Linked DNA regions of Oryctolagus cuniculus: region 1 is linked to region 2. The links are chromatin contacts, called in public Micro-C maps. All regions are on one chromosome and are shown on one strand. Each heading gives the region's core, a stretch centred on a gene start, on an enhancer-like site or on the middle of the called end of the contact. The rest is flanking DNA. Distances are from core to core; before and after follow the strand shown.

Region 1 (6,729 bases), core at 1,308-3,807, 410 kb before region 2:
AGGGATTGAAAGGCATCAGTAAACTGAGAGAGAGTTTTCAATGATCTTTACTTAAACAAAGATTCAAAAGAGAACACCTTTCACCGGTTCCATCATGGTGAGAATATGATGTTGCAGCACGACTTCCCTTCTCCCGAGTCCAGTCCTTGCTTCCCTGTCCTTGGAAGGAGACACCAGCCTTTCCTGCCGCGAGGCATCTGCTGGACACCCCGGAGACAGAGTTTCTCTTGCCCTTCCTGCTTTCATGGTTTACAGGGTTAACACAGCATGGACGTTGAACACGATAATTGCTCCCAAATTGAACTCACGATCCTCTTCCCAGCCTCCCTCTCCCCCACAAAACATCCTTGCCCCCACACATTCCTACGGCCCGTTCTTTTTAGGCAGTGCATGGTGCACTCAGAGCCGCTTGCAAACTAGCTATGACCATGACTGTGAAAATCAATAGCCTAGAAAAAAAAATGCTACCCATGCAGGGGGTTGCATTTAAGAAATGCCTACATGATTTATTTCAGACTGGCCTAATTTGGGTCAGTCACAGGGCCTGTGCTAATTTGCTCAAAGGCCTCTGGCTGTGTTTCTCCTTGCAGGAACACTTTTGGAGGTGCAGAACCTATGTGATTACTTGAAACCTGAGCTGGCTGCCGTGAGGGGCCTACAAGGCACAGGGAAAAGGGGCCTCTTGAGAATTTGCAGAATATGCTTGTTTCCCATGGAGTGGGGCAGAAATTCTAAATAAGTACATTCCAAAAGTGTCGGTTTAGATAGAACAGACTTCGGAATTTAAGCAGGAGTGAGTGGTGGCGCTGCTTGGACTTGAAATCACATTGGGGAGATAGAAATTCGATCTGTTTTGAAATCTCCGCTTGTGGTTTTCCAGGGTGGAAGTTGTATTGTTGTAGTGTAACAAAAACATTGGAAATTCAGGGCTTGAGGACAACACTACGTGACGCAAACCCATTTCCTCCTATAAAAGTTGTGGTCATAAGTTACATCTGAAAAAAAAAAAAAAAAAAAGAAGAAGAAGCATTTTGAAAGCTGATTTTCCTGACCAAAGGGCAGCCATGGGCTAAATGAGGTTTCGCCAAAGAGCTTTCTGAATTCACCTGCAGTTTCCAAGAATGCCACTAGGATGCACTATTCCATAAAGAAAAGAAACTCGGCTTGAAGGGCAGCTAGCAGGAGATCAGCACAAACGTAGATCAGAACTTAACTTTGAATCTGTGTATTTTCCTTCACTGGGACAATGGGAAATTTCATATAGTCAGAAAAAGAGAAAACATTATGCCTGGGGTTCTGAGAAGTCCTCATCCTATATCAGCCTTACGGTATTATAACCTAACCCAGGTAGATAGAGTTTTTTAAAGATTTACCTGGTTTTTTTTTTTTGGAAAGTCAAACAAAGGGGGAGACTGAGACTTTTCCATGCACTGGTTCATTCCCCAAATGGCTACAACCACCAAGGTTGGACCAGGCTGAAGCTAGGAGCCAGGAACTCCATCTGAATCTCCCACATTGGTGGCAAAGACCCAAGTACTGGGGTCATCATCTTCTGCCTTCTCAGGATGCCAATCCATATAGGTAGATATTTTGTAGATTACATTAGCTATGTCCAAGAGTTCCCCAGCACAGAGGATTCTAAGCCATAGTACACACGTCTGAGCATGACTGGTGGAGAAAGGATAGGTAGGTTTCTCACCCTCACCCTTCCTTCAGAGAATGTTCTGGAATGTGTGAAAAGGTTAGCTCACAGACCACCAATGTTCTCAAAACCAGGACCCTGCTGTCTGGCTCATGACCAGATTGGGAGGGATCCTTCCTCCTTTCTACCCACTGTTCATTTTCTGTTATCATGGGCTACCTCTCCAAGATGAATGCCTTTGCCTCCCCCAACAAGTGATTCCCCTGCCTGCCCTTAGCTAGGTATCAACTGAATCTCCCTAATATTTCACTGTGTCTGAAAAATACACATATCCACAGAAATGAATCTCGAATGGTGGGAGTCCAGGAGTAGAGGAGCTATTTTCAGAATTGCTATCTAGTTGTTAAGTCCAGCTCTTTTAAAACACTTTTTATTTAAAAAGTAATTTCAGACTTACAAGGTTCCAAGTATAATGTATATAAAGAACATCTGTATGCTCTTTATCCTTTAACATATTGTGAACATTTTGCCCATTTATTTTAACCTTTGCTCATGCTCTCACATGCTGGGTTCCTACAGCTCCCGTCCCCATTTGTTTTCCCAAGGCTTTTGAGAGTCATTTGCAAACCTCCCAAGCACAAGGATAGTCTCTCACATATCCTCTGTAAATTTTCATAATTTACATTAACTGGATACTTTAACCTACCATCCACATTCCTGTCAACCAACACAGTAATTCATGGCTTTTGTTGTATTTTTTCAAAGCCCAAGATCCAGAATTGAATCACATATGGAATTTTGTTGTCATTTCTTTTAGGTCTTGTTCAATCTGGATCAGTTCAGGCAGGACTAATTTTAGCGAGGGTGGCTGGGGAAGAGCTGTGACTAGCTGCACGTCCGCCTCTGGTTGGGAGGTGGCGCTGTGGGCTGTGCAATCACTGGGTGTATTCCAGGATCTCCTGGTCCAAGCTCCAGCTCCGGGGTTAAAGACTGTGTTCCAGGGCTACCCAACAAGGTCTACACATGTTTTCATCTGGAATGTTAGGTCCCAAGCTGAGGAGGCTCTCAAGGGTATGCCGCCCTTGTTGAGCCACGTAAACTCTGTCATCAGCGTTCGTCTGCTCAGCATGTCCACTAGGGTGTGGGTGTTGGTGGTGGCTGTGTCAAAAGTCTCCAGGAATGCACGGGGTAGTAGAATAAGGGTCTCTGAGTACTGGGAGGGGTGGCAGGGTGGGGGCAGGGAGCACAGAAGCAGTTAACACAGGACTGTCCCACCCCTATGTCAGGTTACCATGAAAGAGCTGGGCAGGAAACCACTCCAAGAGGCTGGAGCTGCCAGCTTATTCCAGGCTGGTCTTTGGACAGATGAGAGTATGCGTTCTGGCCTTGGTCCTGGTGAGCCCACTGTGGGAGGGGTTGAAACCACCAGGGAGATGCTCAGTGGGTTGTCTGTAGTCATTTTTCCCTACATGATATTCCTCCTAATTTGTTAAGGCAGAATGAGACAGAGGCTTTGTCGCCTTGGGTGTGGAATGTGCCGCTCATTAGGCATGGATGCGCTTGCTTTAGCATTTGAAGGGTGTGTAAGTAAGGGGTCAGTGATTCAGCCTGCTTGTGGAATTTCACAGCTCTTGGCATGCAGTGACAACACCTGCAGGCTGAGGCCTCTTGTTTCCTGAACCAACCACTGGCTAAGACTAGCACCTCTCTCTGCAATTTCCCAAAAGGTTCCCATTGTAACTTCTTTGTGAGATTGTTCAATTAGCTCCTCCTTCCACTCTTCCTTGTTTATTTCTATGTTATCTGTCTTTCCTGCTGGAGTATGAATTTCATAAGAGCAGGGATTTTATGTGCATGGTTAATTGTTGCATTCCTGCAATCTGACATCTAGTGTAGAACTTAGTAAATATTTACTGAATCAATGAATTATTAAGCAGGAGTATAACAAAGAAGCCTTCATTGTTTGCTGGAAGACAATCTGCTGGATGATCAGACACAGAGAATTGCTCCACCAGCCCGTAATCTCCCTGCCTCTTACTTCCTGATTTTCTCTCTACTAAAAACAGACCGGTACTTGATGGCATTATTGTTATAGGACATCAGTCCTTAAATCTTGGAATTCAAGAAACTTTGATGATGCTATATTCTACTTATAGGAATGTCATAGCCCACTTTATTTCTGTTTCTTCTTAGATATCCAGCTTGTTTCACTCTTTAGTCACTCAGCTGCTAAGTGTATGATATGTTATTTCATGTATCAACTTGCCTGAGCCATGGGCTGCCTAGACATTTGGTCAAAACATTATTCTGGGTATGTCTGCCAGGGTGTTTGGGGTAATAGTAACATTTCAATCAATGGAGTGAGTCAAGTGGATTACCATCCCCAGGGTAAGCCTGCATCATTCAGTTATGCATTCAAGGCCAGAATAGAAAAAAAAAAGGCTGACTAGACCATGACTAGAAGGGAACTCCTCCTACCTAACTGAGCTGGGATATCCCTTTTTTCCTGATTGCAGACTTGAACTTGACACTGCCAGCCTTGCCAATTCTCAGGTCTTTAGATTTGTACTGAAACAGACCATCCACTCTTCCCGGCCTCCCACTCACCAACCGCACCTCTTAGGTCTTCTTAGCCTCTAAAGTCATTAGCCAATTCCTCTTTTTTTAAGATTTATTTTATTTATTTGAAATACAGAGTTACAGAGAGAGGCAGAGATAGAGAGGTCTTCCATCTGCTGGTTCACTCCCCAGATGGCTGCAACGGCTGGAGCTGTGCTGATCCAAAGCCAGGAGCCAGGAGCTTCTTCTGGGTCTCCCACGTGGGTGCAGGGGCCAAAGAACTTGGGCCATCTTCTACTGCTTTCCCAGGCCATAGCAAAGAGCTGGATCAGAAGAGGAGCAGCCGCGACTCGAACCAGCACCCATATGGGATGCCAGCACTTCAGGTCAGAGCTTTAACCTACTGCACCTCAGTGCCAGCCCCATGAGCCAATTCCTTGTAATAATTCCCTCTCCCACTCTCCATTCCCCCCTCTTCCTCTCTGTGGTCCTGTTTCTCTGGAGAATGCTAATACAGATTTCTCACTACACTTTCCTCCAGAAAGTTCCCTGTGGTACCACTGTCCAGCCCCAGCCTTATTGGGTTCTTGAGTTACTTTGACGAGAAGAGGATACTCATGGGTTTCCCTCAGGCTGCGTTCCTTATTTCTGCTCAGTGTGGTGTTTCCCGAAGGATATTCTAGAAGGTGGCAGATTAGTGTCTAATACGCTCAAGTCACAGAGCTGTGGACTTATCCTTTTTCAACATTCTCATCACCAGCTCTTCATCCCCTTCCTACTGTTTGTCCATCAATCCTTTTGACTCACCATCCTTAAGTTCACTCTGCTTATAATTCTCTACTTCCATATCACTACAAGAGGGGTCATCATCTGATTGTGACAACCAGGTATCATGTCCCAAAAGGTGGAGGAGAAGTCCGGAGGGTCAGCTCTTCTGTTAGGATTTCAGGTTGACCTGTCTCCTAGACAAACACATTAGAGGATATTTTCCCTATTCAGCGGTTATGGATGACTGTTAATTCTTTATTATTATTTTTTTGACAGGCAGAGTTAGACAGCGAGAGAGACAGAGAGAAAGGTCTTCCTTCCATTGTTTCACCCCCCCAAATAGCCGCTACAGTCAGTGTGCTGCACCGATCCGAAGCCAGGAGCCAGGTGCTTCTTCCTGGTCTCCCATGCAGGTGCAGGGCCCAAACACTTGGGCCATCCTCCACTGCCTTCCTGGGCCATAGCAGAGAGCTGGACTGGAAGAGGAGCAACCGGGACAGAATCCGGTGCCCCAACCGGGACTAGAACCCAGGGTGCTGGTGCCGCAGGCGGAGGATTAGCCTAGTGAGCCATGGCACCAGCCTGTTCATTCTTTAAAAAAAAAAAAAAAAGATTAATTTATTTGAAAGACAGAGTTACAGAGAGAGGTAGAGACAGACAGAGAGGTCTTCCATCCGCTGGTTCACTCCCCAAATGGCTGCAATGGCCGGAGCTGCACTGATCTGAAGCCAGGAGCCAGGAGCTTCTTCCAGGTCTCCCACATAGGTGCAGGGACCCAAAGACCTGGGCCATCCTCCACTGCTTTCCCAGGCCACAGTAGAGAGATGGATCAGAAGAGGAGCAGCCGGGACTAGAACAGGCACCCTTGTGGGATGCCAGCACTTCAGGCCAGGGCTTTAACTCACTGCGCCACAGTGCTGGCTCGGATGATTGTGCATTCTAAGGATACTATCTTGTTTTTGGTACAGATCAGATTTTTCCATCAACTATCTGGCCTACAATGAAGGAACTTCTAGCTGGTGATCAGCAGTTACAGATGGACCTTGGAGCTATAATCAAGTGTATGGGTTTTCCCAAAGAACAGCCCCACTCTCCCACCTGTAAAGACTCTGACCCATTCAACTCAATAGAAGTCAGCGTTGCTCCTGAGATTGGGCAATGGTAATAGAAGAATCGGATCTTTCCACTTTAGTTGCCAGCGGGAACCTGAGTGAGACTCAGTCATGTGGACAGAGTCCATCTATTTTCTTTCTGCACCTCCCTCACCAGCAGTTTCTCTCCAAGGGGCTTCCATTTCTGACCTCATGTTCACTATGTCTTGGTTTCTAGATTACAGTACGTGTTTTATAATATGCCTACTATGTATGTCTCATGACTATTCCAATCAAATTGTGTAGTGATCCGAAACACATTCTCCTAGGAGATGTCAGATTCACATAGCCAAATCGACTAATGCATATTTTATAAAACATTGGTAACACTGGGAAGTTATCTTGTGCAACCACTAATCCTCTTTGCTGTTTTGTATACAGAATCTCCTTTTATTGAACAATCGATTTCCTTCTTTACAAGTATAGATTCATCCTTCCATTCAGCAGCTGCTAACCAAGTGCTCACTTTGCATCCTGCACAATTCCAGACACTGGGGAAACAGCAGTGAAGACACAGACTAAGTTTTAAGTTTTCTTGAGAATTTCATTCTAGTTGGTGTAGGCAGATAATAAGCAAAAAAGATAGCACTTGAGAAAGGATAAGTCCTC
Region 2 (6,544 bases), core at 51-2,550:
TCAGATGAGGGGAGAGTTCTGGACGAAAGGTTTCTCAATGCCCAAGAGGTAAGTACCGGAGGAATAAATCTTTAACGAAAATCTATATGCTTTGGCACATTTATCTAAAAGTAGAAAGAAAACGCCAGAGAAGAATATCATGGGAAAATTTCAAGACAAAAAAATTTTGCTTCTTCTATTCAGTCACCTATACATTTTCTGAAGAGAAATTCCATTAACATCAGGTTGACACCCCTGTTTCACCACTCTCTCATTTACACTGCATACCAGGAATGGGTTTGTCTCCCTCTATACAGGCACTGCCATCTAGTGGCAAGCATTTCCCAGCAATTAAAACAGGTATCTGGGACCAAGTAGACTGACAAAGCAGCAAATGCATTTGGAACACAAACTCCTGGCCACCAAACTACTGACTGGTTTCTTAATCAACAGTAAAGAAAAGTTAAATCCCTCCAGCTCATCCAATGATGGCACTCAGAAAACAAGAACAGTAAAGAACTGTAGACCTCTAGACACAACGATGAAATATAATCCTCAATTGCAGACAATGACCTGGGTCACTAAGCAAATGTACTCCTGGTCCTGTCCTCCAGGTTCTAGGAAGCAGGCTACCAACATATCCAACAGTGCAAAACAGCGACTGAATTCCTGATGGATACCTTTTTATAAAGTCATAAATGAAACAGCTAATATCATTTATAACATTCATCTTACATCAAGAAGATTAGAAATAGATTTCCTTTGAGATACTGTCTGCAGGAAATTACTAGATACAGTCAAAAGCTAATAGCAATATGAAATCAACATCATAATATCAAAGAAGAACTTGCCCAACTTTTTAAAGTCTTGAAACACAGAAGAAATAGTTAACATCTGTAAAACAAAACAAAAACAAAACAGCATGAGACTGCTCTCAGCTGGATCCCAGGGGCTGAGATCATTTATTTCACTCACAATCCAGGGCACCCTGTGCACAGTCAGTGATGAAAGTCCTAATGGAAAAAGCTGACAAGCACTTTAACCACTGCAAATTCCTTGGGGAGTTCATAGAATTCCAGCCCTAAAATTTACTCTAGTCTTTTACATGTCAGTATTCAGCAAAGGAGGTTCTCTCTCAACATTCTTCCAGTGGCATGAGTGCCTGACCAGGGGAAACAATGAGCCCAATGTCTTAACACATCAAACCAACATGGCAGGTCAAACTGACCTCCCTGGCCACCCAGGGCCAAAGCCGTACAGCTGAGCAGTGTGCGCCTGAACCCCACAGGAGGACTCTCATATGCCTCAGCACTATTTTTAGGTTACTACCTTGGCTGCCTTTCTCCTTTAAAAGAAGGGAGGGGGAGGGGCTTTTCCACAAGTTTTTCTTCCTCAAGTTTAGAAAAACCATGTTTTTAATTTTGAGTTATTTCAATCTGAAATTCAGAGACTTGTAAACACAAAGCTTCTGTTCAATCCCCTGGGAAGAGGATTCATTCTGATATTTATGGTTTTTAAAAAGTTGTAATATTGTGCTTGGAACACAGAGAGCCAGTTATTAACTTCTTGCTACTATTATAAATAATAACAGCCTAGTCCAGGTTACTGTGACCTCTGACAGAACAAGGAAACAAGTTATTTTCCCCTCTTGTGATTATAGCACATTGTGAGACACTTCTTGCCTTTTAATAAAGGTCCTGGTACTCTGAGGATCCCTTTCAATTCATTTAATTTCAACAACTGTCAAAAAGAGCCAATAAACAAATACTGAATTACATTCTGGAGAGTTTTTAAAATAAACCCTCCAACTGCAGACTATGAAAACATCTTGTGTGTCTCCCACCCTGACCACCCTGCTACTTTCCCATATACCACAGGCCACCCATAGATACGAAGCCAGGGGCTAAGCTGACATGGTCTACTTGGAGCCAGTAGACAGGAGGGCGATGAGTCCTGATGAAGCACTTATGGACAAAATGTAGTTCCTGTAAGAATTTCACGTTAAGGCGAAATTACGAATGCGAGATTAATTTGTCAACAAAATAAAAAGACCATTTCTCGGAACACACAGTTTCCTCCCAACCCTCAGTACAAGCACTGCCATGCAAATCCATTGTCTGCAAACCCAGTTTACAAGACAAGAGACCATAAGGAATGAAAAACATCCACAGGAAATGGGTTCCAATTTTAAAAAGAAAACTCTTAAGACAGAAACCTAGAACACATCTGAATGCCATTTAACCTTTCCAACGAGAGCTGATCAAAGAACATGGAAAAAGAGAGACTTGTTTTCCTTTCCCCCACAACAGCAAAGGAAAAATATGTCTCCCCTGTCAATCAGTGCTTTGCTGCAACCGGCTTGTAAAAGCAAGGAGGTTCTCAAAGTTCACAGCTATTCCCAGCCTAAAAACTGGACCATTTTCAGCAAACTTTTTCAGTGTTCACAGAAGATACAAATTTGGGGTGTCTGATATTTTATTACATCATAATCTCCAACTGTTACAAGTTTGGCTGCACATTCTGGGTGCATTCCTTTAAGGGTGTTACTTTAATAAGAGACAACTGAGTCTTGCCCAAAAGCTCAATTGAAAAGACACACTGTTAAGTACTATGAATTGTGCCTATTTAACTACACTGGCCACCCACCCAACCCCAAAGTCCAAAAATAACAGCAGGCACACAGCTTATGCCAGCAGTTATCAAAGAAGTCCAGTTTGCTTTAGTTCTTAGAACTTGTTTTCAATAAGCAGGTATACACAATCACGCAGTATAGGATGGTTTTGTAATGTTTGTTAAATATCATAAAGTCATAATCTATGAACTTAAAAGAATTTTAAATCAAACCAAAAGTTCTTTAAAATGCCTAGGAACTTGCCTAAAGTCAGTGCTATTCATTTAACTGACTCCCAGGAGAGCATTTCTTTCCACTAAAAGACCCAGACAAGTAGAAACCACAGGGAACTACTGCTTTCAGACTTCTAAAAACCATGATCAGCTTCATAAAGGATACACTGTGGGGTTGAAGTTCTTCAAAATAAAGAAGGAAGCAACAATGACCAAGACGAGGAATAGAGTGTTATTATAGAAGATGGAAAATGTTGTAGCTTCATAGTCAGCAACTTCATTCTTCTTCCATAAGATTCTGGGGACACAGAAGAAACAAGTTAAACAAGTTTATGATTTAAAACCTTTAAACACCATACAGCTCTAGTTTATCATAACACAAGTTTTCCCTGAAGTGTTCAAGAGGGAGAATGTGTTTTTAATATTAAATTTGGTGAGAATTGTCCCCTTTCTACCACTGAAAAAGATATTTCTTCCTCTTTATAGGTGCCAAAAAAAAAAAAAAAAAAAAGTACAGTTGCTGGCTATGTCACTATTTTTCCCAGGCTTCCAGGGCTCCAGAGGAAGGGACCGCTTAATTGCAATTGGCATGATTCCATTAGCAGCTAAACCAAGCATCTTTCTTGACGTCCTCACCTAACCGTTTACCCTGATAAATAGCCTAATGGAGCTTTTTGCCTGCATCCTGCTGGTTTGGAGGCTCTCTACAGTCTATGAATTTCAACCCTCAAGTTCACACCTTAAATAGACAATCCCAACATCAAAAACTAGCTGTGGTCTCACAGAAATAGACTATGATTGAGTCATCTTTATTTCATTCAAAGGGTCTGCTGGATCATCAGGAGGAACTTTTTAACTTCTGCAAAACCCTTTTACTTTGTATTGACTCTATTTTCCTTGCTATGATATTTTCTCTCATTAATTCACCAGTATGTCACCAGTCTTTTACCCCTTCACACAGAAAGGAGGAAAGTCCTGGGTGCCTGTGAATAAGGCAGCCTTTATTCCTCTTGGTTAATTAACTCTGTAAAGCACTTTTTAAAAGGGTAGGTTGTAACCCGTTAGTGGGATTTGAAGCCAACTGAACAGATCAAATGCCCAGAGAAATTAACTGAGTGGGTTGAGACTACTGGTCTTTAATTAATTTATTTATTAATTTATTTATTTTTAAGAACAGAAAACCATGGAGTACATCACACACAGTAATTACTGTTTTATGAAATATTTGTGTGTCTTAATCTCCTTTTTCCATGAAACTTTTGAAGCCCCTCATGTTTAGTCAGAAGGTAAAATTTTTTTTTAAAGATTTATTTATTTATTTGAAAGGCAGAGTTACAGAGAAATGAGAAAGGAGAGACAGTGAGAGAGATCTTCCATCTGCCAGTTCACTTCCCAAACAGCCACTACAGCCGGGGCTGGGCCAATTTCAACTTCTTCCAGGTCTCCCATGTGGAATCAGGAGCCCAAGGACTTGGGCCATCTTCTGCTGCTTTTCCCAGGCCATTAGCAGGGAACTGGATCAGAAGTGGAGCAGTCGGGACTCAAACTGGCGCCCATACGGGACGCTGGCACTGCAGGCGACAGCTTAACCCACTGCACCAGCACCACAGCACCAACCCTCTAAAATATGTTTTTACTGTGGGTTACTATCAAGAAATAAATAAAAATTAAAAACCACTGCTGTAGATACTTTGTCCTAAAACTTCTCTGGAGTCAGATATCTTGCCCCCACCATCTTAAGGACAGCCCACAAAGCTTTAAGCCAAAGTCAACTAGCTGGCTGTAAAGAGCTAAATGAAGGTTACTATCACCTTTTCCTCATCATAAGAAATCTATAGTCTCCAACATGAATGCTGTATTTCCTTGATTCAACCGACTTCATTTACATGAACACACCTTCAATGTACTCTAAGTACGGTAGAAGGGAAGCACGCTACATTAAGTGCAGTTATCAAGTATAAAACGTCTTCTAATTTAAAGTCTAAACATGAAATTCTAAATATACATGAGCATTACTGTTCTAACACTGTTAGAATATTCTAACACTGACCAAAGAAAATCAGCCCGGTAAGCCACATAGATCCAACAAAGCTTAGTGCTAGAAAACAGAACTGACTATTTCTGAGACTCTAGTACAGAGGCGGGGAAGCTTTCTTCTACCAAGGCCCATGTGGATATTTATAACATTATTTGTGGGCCATACAAAATTACCAACTTACAAGTTAGCATTTATTGCATATTAGCCTGCAGTTGCCTTGGCAGGACCAGACCAAATTATTTCATGGGTATTATGCAGCCCGCAGGCCAGACATTGCCCACCCTTGCTCTAGCACAAGACCCAAAGAAAACAGGTCCCGCAAGGAGGCTACCAGCATACCTCTACTCCAGATGATTAAATTCCCCTGCATCACAGTGCTTCTCCCTCCCTCTCCTTCTGTCATGCCCCAAATCAGAACCATCTCTTAAGACTTTGATTAAAGAAGTGACCCAGCCCTGTAGGCAATCCTAGTTCCCAAAATGACCACGTGTTGCATCAGTGAACACATGTCAGGACTGTCCAACAGCCTTGAGAAATTTCTTCTAGTCACCCATATTCTGGTTAGTCTGAAAAAAATTAAAACCCCTCAAAACCCTCATTGCCAATGCTTCTGGCAAACCTTCACTGGTAGAAAATCTAGTTTGGACAAGTACTGCCCAAGGAGTCATTTTCCCTACACCAAGAGAAAAGCTGAGACTGAAAGGCAACTGTTACACCCAGATAATGCCAACTGACAGATCAGCAATAAATCAAGAAGAAATAACCCTCACACCCTGGAACAAATGTTAATGAATCTCCGAATCTCCTCTGCTTATTCCCTTTCTAAAGCCCTCTCAAAGGGGCAAGGAGTACCTATTCCAAATGATTGCAGACAGGTCTGAAAGATACACATCTAGGCAAAGACGAGTTGATAAGCCCTCTCTTAGATCAAATCTCTTCAAAGAAATTCATCCTTTAAGAGAGAAACATACTAGATCTTAATGAGTCTCTGTTCCCAGTTACCACAATCAATCATGAACCTAGGTCTGGGTAAAACTGTATCCAGTGTGGCTTCTGTTGCAAAAATACTAACAGTACAGATTCCTACTGATGACAAGAGAAGAAACTGTAGTCTTTGGACACTTAGTACTTTATATATCCACAAAACTAGAACCTTGTCTTACTTTGAAATACCTAATCAGGCAAATGGAAAAGAGATTTCATTTCCAGTTATACTCTATAATCCATTAGTTATGACCACCTCCACATTGGACTGAGAAAGGTTCTGAGATATGTCCCAGCATCAAGAAAAGTGCCAAACCAAATCAGGCAGGTCTGCGGTGGGCAGAAGAGACCCATCTACCATCCCTGATGCAATTAATCACTCAAAATCCCAAAGAGCTGTAACAGGCACTTTGAAATTTGCATAACTGTGAAACACACTTGGCTTCAGAAACTCTGTTCTAATAAATGTATATAAATCAATAAAAAAGTTTTTAAAAAGGTGTTCTAGATCCTCTAGCCTCTATCGCTATACAAAATTTGCCATCACAAGCTGTCCCATTACAAAAATAGGCAGCCACACCTCACCATAACCGCTGCCTGCAAAAAGTCCCTCATTGTCATGATTTTAATATTATGCCTTCAGTTTTATAAAAGATCCACAGGAGAGAATCATGTCAATAATGTTTTGATGCCTTTCCA

The links. Hi-C and Micro-C count contacts between places; a contact is called where the count stands out from the background.
Region 1: a Micro-C map of ear pinna shows a contact between it and region 2, with 12 times the contacts expected there. The contact joins two enhancer-like sites. A contact is called at or near these places in 2 of 6 Hi-C or Micro-C datasets (ear pinna and an unstated tissue).

What each region holds. Positions count from the first base shown.
Region 1 is chr4:124,764,434-124,771,162 of mOryCun1.1, reverse strand. The region is part of intron 1 of KCNAB1 (potassium voltage-gated channel subfamily A regulatory beta subunit 1); the gene reads left to right. Among named protein-coding and RNA genes, the nearest start is that of KCNAB1, 46 kb to the left of the region's middle. Within about 2 kb of position 2,557, at least 3 of the 8 cell types and tissues checked have an H3K27ac peak or open chromatin away from gene starts, as enhancers often do.
Region 2 is chr4:124,349,802-124,356,345 of mOryCun1.1, reverse strand. It overlaps SSR3 (signal sequence receptor subunit 3), which reads right to left. Exons shown (of 5, transcript XM_002716322.5): 4 at 2,990-3,121; 5 at 1-1,964. The coding sequence ends at 1,898. Among named protein-coding and RNA genes, the nearest start is that of SSR3, 12 kb to the right of the region's middle. Within about 2 kb of position 1,300, at least 1 of the 8 cell types and tissues checked has an H3K27ac peak or open chromatin away from gene starts, as enhancers often do.